2 separate regions of the Bos taurus genome follow, and region 1 is linked to region 2. A link is a contact called in public Hi-C data. All regions are on one chromosome and are shown on one strand. The core of a region is the stretch at or near the end of the contact, and the rest is flanking DNA. Distances in the headings are between cores, read along the strand shown. Region 1 has its middle 290 kb from the start of TRNAC-GCA. Region 2 has its middle 100 kb from the start of TRNAC-GCA.

Region 1 (2,700 bases), core at 50-2,549, 190 kb after region 2:
CAGCAGCCATGGGTTTGATCTCTGGTCAGGGAACTAAGATTGCACCTGCTATATGGCTAAAAAAAAAAAAAAAAGAATAAGTATGAAGAAGACTTCCAAACAAAAGAGGACATTTCAGGCAGAGGGAACCTTTTTTTAATGTTTATTTATTTATGTGGCTGCACTGATTCTTCATTGCAACACGTGGGCTCTTTAGTTGAGGTATGCAAACTCTTATTTTCAGCAAGTGGGATCTAGTTCCCTGACCAAGGATCAAACCCAGCCCCACTGCATTGGACCACCAGAGAAGTCCCAAGGCAGAAGGAATCTCATGTGAAAAGATGGAGATGCTCTAAATAGTGCCATGTCTTGGAACCACCCCAAAACTCTGGGATGGTGAGAGCTTGAATTACGAAGAGGAAAGACCAGGGGTTGAAAATGGGTAGCTGGAATATTCCTTGTCTGTAAAGGAGCAGGACTTTAAGGAAAGGCATGAAAAGTAGGATTTGTACTTTACAAAGATTACCCCATCACCTCTGAGCTGCATGGTTTGGGGACGGGATATAACCAAATACAAGGGACTGATGGAAACCCATTAGGAATGTGTTCAAACAATTTTCAGTGTAATCATTCAACAACTATTACTTTAGTACCTACCCTTGCTGCCAGACACTTGGCTAGACAGACAAAATAGAGTGGTGAAGAAGGCTGACATTATTCACACACCTACCTATGTCCTGTTCTGGTAAGGGTGACAAATATTAAACAATAGGCACAATTAATCACATTATTAGAATGAAACATTCTAGGAAGTTTACTGGCTTCTGAAAGTGGACCACACCGGGTCTCAATGCAGTCTGAGGGTGGCAGTCAGAGGCGGAGGCAGGGACTCTTTCATATTAGGTAGGTTAGTCCCCAGACAACCTTGCGAGTTATTAGTCATGATGCTACAGAAACAAAGGCTTAGGGCAGGGAGTCAAAACTCTTCCTTGAGGCATGATTCCCAGATTCTGAGTAGCGACAGCAAGGGTGGAGAGCAGGGGGCAGGGGTGACTCCAAATGAGACGTCTTCATTCTGCCTGGTCATGCCAGGTATGTGAACTGGAGGACTCAGGTTTCATCCTAGAGTCTAAGGATAATCTCTTCCTCCCTCTTTCCCTCCCTTTCCACCAGCAACAACTCTCTCCCTCCCTCCCTCTCTCTCCCCCCCTCATGCTCATTCCCTCTATCCAGGCTAAATTGTTTTATTGAACTGTGTGGACAGAGCCAGCCAGCAGGGTGACATTGACTCAGAGATGGAAGCTTGCTGTCCCTTGCATCAGAAAAGCAGAGAGTGCCCATCTGGCAATTGGCAGCAGACGTGAGAGTAGCTTACGCCGAAGATGACTCAGCTCTGGCCCTCAGCAAGGCTCAACCATCAGCTATTTTAAAAAAGAAAAGGCAGCTTCAATAAGACCTCAAACTGATTCCACAGTAAGCTACTACCCACTAGGAAGCTGGTGGGCAGACAGTGCTGGCTCTTTTATAAGGACGATGGCAGGGTGCTTCCAGGGACGTGAACATAAGGGCTGCCAATCCAGGCAGGTCTTTATGTCCGGGTCGAGTGTGGCATTTGTCTCCATCACCTGCAAGTTGGCCTTGAGAGCAGGCTTGTGACTGGCTGACTCATTCTGCCTGGCCCCAAAACAGCTAGGTGAAGATGGATTAGAGAGCGAGGGAGGGGTTCATATAAATGCAAAAACATCTTCCAAGCACCTCCAATGGAAGCTCTAGGGCCCAGTGGGAATGGCACAGGCCAGGAACCACCTGGATGAACTGGGATGCTCAGCCCAGTCCTCCGCAACTGTGTGGCTGGAATGTCTCTGCATTTTAGTGCCCCGTGACATGAAGGAAGGGAGAGGAAGATGGGCTGCAATGTCATCAGCCTCTTCTACGGACCAGGCTCTTCACTCATCTCACCTGGTTTGATCCTCTGTTTCCCCGTAGGAGACCACTTAACAGTTGATGACAACATGTCCTTCCCTAGGTGTCTGTGAGAATCAGTGAAATAATATAGATGAAGGGCTTAGCATCACAAATCTACAAAGTATGTATTGTCATCAGTATTATTACTACAAATATTGTTGCCGTTTAGTCACTAAGTTGGGTCCAACTCTTTTGCAACACCACGGACTCTAGCCCCGTTTTGTAGAGGAAAAGCCTGAGTCCAGGAGGCCACATAGCAGGTAGTCTAATCCAGTTCTGCCTGACTTCAAACCCCTCTTCTTCACCCTATCAAAAGAGTGCCACCCTGCCTCTTGCCTCATGGAGTTTGGCTAAAACCCATGGGAAAAAGAGTCCAAGAGAGAAAAAAAGAATTTAGTCAAATGTTTCTTAAACAAATAATTTAATGAGAATTAAAGTCATTAAGAAACTATTAATAAATCAAATTCATATATTAATAATTAAAAACCATTTCATAAATATTTATCAAGGGCTATTTATGTGCTAGTCATTGTGCTGCTATGGGAGATAAAAAGGAATTAGATATGAATTCTGCCTACTTACCATGTATAGCCTAGTAAACATGCAGAAATTGCTCTAGTGACAGTAGAAGTAAATAATAATAACAATAAGATAATGCACTAGCCTAGGCTGATGTGCAGTACATTCCAGACACAATAACTGGCATCTTGCCAGCATCATCTCTTTAGCATTTTAAGCACTCTTCTGTGATAGGAA
Region 2 (2,700 bases), core at 12-2,511:
TCAGGTCAAACCAAAATGAAACAGATAGGATTTCATCATGCATAGAAGAAAATAATAATATTAGATAACTTTAGTTAATAAGCCTGTTCTGTGAAGTGCTAAATATGAAGCAGCCTAAGAACAAGAACAGACACAACTAGTTTTACAACAGTCCAGAACACAGAAATCTTTGTTAACAATTCACTGGCACTGATCTTCATAATGTAGACATCAGAATAATTCGTGAAGCATTAAATAGAGGTCAGATTTGATTAATTCTTATTTATAAACTTTGAGCACTAGATGTGGACTCAGAAACTGTCTAGTCCAGGGATAGTGAACGTGCATACGTGTGTGGCCATTTTAATTTTCTAAGATCCTGGCAGACATCATTAATCAATCATGAGACATCATTAATCAATCACTAAACTTGGCTACAGATGCAAAATTCCATTTAATTCATTATCCTAGGCAAGTACAACCAGTCAGTATTATATTGCAATTAAGATGAAATCTATCTTTGATTAAATCCAGTCTAGAACCAAAGAATGAGTGGAACAGGGGTATGGGAAGAGGGCAGGATTGAGCCTACTGGTAGACACCACACTGTTTTCCTTGCTTCTAAAGGCTAAAACAGACTTCTTTCTCTGGCCTTTTTACTCTGCTGCATTATCTTCCATAAGATATCTCAATCCTTCTTATAAGATATCTGACAACAGTTCTGCCCCATTAATGAGCCAGACATGATGAGATGTTAAATATTCAATATTTGAAGATGGAATCTTTGACCAGAGAGAAGAAAGCAGTTGTATTTGGAGAAGAATAAAGAGGGAAATAGAGATAATGGCAATGAAAATGTGATACTTCTGTTAGATCTTCAAGGACAAGTAAAATCTCATGAAGACAATGAGAAATGAAAGCCATTCCAGCCATAAGAGGTAAAGGAGGCACAAAGATGAGAAACACCATCCTGCTAGGAAACAGTATTGTCATGATAAAACATATCAGGGAAGATGTGGCTGGAAAGGGCTTTGAATACTCATGGTTGAAAGAAAAATAAAGGAAGGACAGGCAGGGAAGAGAGAGAAAGACTGTGAGAGGAAGGGAAGAAGATGATCAGAAGCAGTACTATAAAGGACAGCATGAGTATGCAACCGCATGTTTCTCTAGATCCAGATTCAGAGACAGAAAAGTTTATCCCAGGTTCAAGCAGTTGGAAAGTGGTGAACTTGGAGTTTGACACAGGTCCTGTGATTTCAAAGTCCACGCTTATTCTCTGCTGCCACTCAGCACTGCTGGGATAAGTGGGCATATTTCCAAAAGAATTAGTCTGGTGAGGACTTGGTTCCCACTGATATTGGTAAGTTCAGATAGGTTTGTTTACAAATGAGCCCTGTTCTTTTGTGCTTAAATTTCAACAGTTTAAATGTGACAGTCAGTCACCTTCACCTTGAGTTTCTTTCTCTTGTTCCTAAAATACTTGAAAGGGTTCTTCAAGAAGAGACAACCCAACAGATATTAACTGAAGCCCAGCTATATATCTAATCAGAACTACAATCTTGGCAAGACATATACAATTTGTGTTTCAAGGTTCTTCATTTATCAAAATATATTTAAGAGTCAGTGTTGAATAAGTAAGAAGCATGTCCTATGATATTAGGAAAGATCTGGCTTTGAAACTGCATTTTGCCACTTTCCACTTGCATAATCTTTACTGTAATAATTAACTATCCCACACTCAAGTTTCTCATTTGCAAAATTAGAGCAAACATATATTCACATGACTTTCTTATTAAAATTAAATATGATCACATATGCATTGTTCCAACCTCAGTATCTACCATGGGATCTTTATAGGTAGAAGGCAAATTGTCTTCTTCATTGAATTGCATGCGAAGGAAAAATGGTTCCTACGTTTATAGACTTCATTCATGAAGAACAACTGAAGTGACTGAGCAACTTTGGAGAATTTCCCAGGATTGCTGGGGTAGAAGTGGGAAATCCCCTCTACTGTACGCTTAACTATAAGATCTTAATTCAAAGAAGTTCTGCAGGGTTTTTGACTAATACATGATTTCCATTGTTTCCTCTGCACTCATCTCAAATTGTTCTACTCATCATACCTACCATGGCAGAGGTCTCTGCCAGTCCACACTTGGGTTTTTGGAGGGAAAGAAAGAAGAGTCTTTTACCAAATAATGTATCTATGCTCTGACATAGATATCACAGCCTAGCACAGTCCAGCTGAGCTAGGCTAATTCAAAAAGCCTATTTATTATTTCCAGGTTGAAGACCTGCCAAGACCAGGGGTGAAAGTAGAATGCTATAGTGTGGGCACTAATTAGTCAGAATTGATGCCAGCTGAAAATGACAAATGCAGTCATGCCACCTTGAATAGGTCACCTATCAGTAGTGGCTAGAACAGAGATGTAGATTTGGAAACTACCTTTGCTTCAGTTTAATACTGAACTGGCCAGCAAGCAGTGAAAAGGATATAGAAGAAATTAAGATACCAGAAGGTAGATATGCAGCTTTCAACACCACCCTGCTTCCTCTGAAATGTGCTCTGGGTTCATGATTGAGCAGTCCATACTAGATGATGAATCAATAATTAGTACACTCCAGAACCTTCTGCTCTCTACCTTTCTATGGAAGCAACCTCAAATCTCAAAGATCCATACTGTTGGCATAATCAAGAAATTTTAACGTGGAAGCAACCTA

What was found. Hi-C and Micro-C count contacts between places; a contact is called where the count stands out from the background.
Region 1: a Hi-C map of liver shows a contact between it and region 2, with 2.2 times the contacts expected there. The contact joins two enhancer-like sites. A contact is called at or near these places in 2 of 11 Hi-C or Micro-C datasets (liver and skeletal muscle).

What each region holds. Positions count from the first base shown.
Region 1 is chr14:12,071,577-12,074,276 of ARS-UCD2.0, forward strand. No RefSeq gene overlaps it. Among named protein-coding and RNA genes, the nearest start is that of TRNAC-GCA, 290 kb to the left of the region's middle. Within about 2 kb of position 1,300, at least 15 of the 102 cell types and tissues checked have an H3K27ac peak or open chromatin away from gene starts, as enhancers often do. A contact at or near this core is called in liver, where this site is marked.
Region 2 is chr14:11,879,485-11,882,184 of ARS-UCD2.0, forward strand. No RefSeq gene overlaps it. Among named protein-coding and RNA genes, the nearest start is that of TRNAC-GCA, 100 kb to the left of the region's middle. Within about 2 kb of position 1,262, at least 1 of the 102 cell types and tissues checked has an H3K27ac peak or open chromatin away from gene starts, as enhancers often do. A contact at or near this core is called in liver, where this site is marked.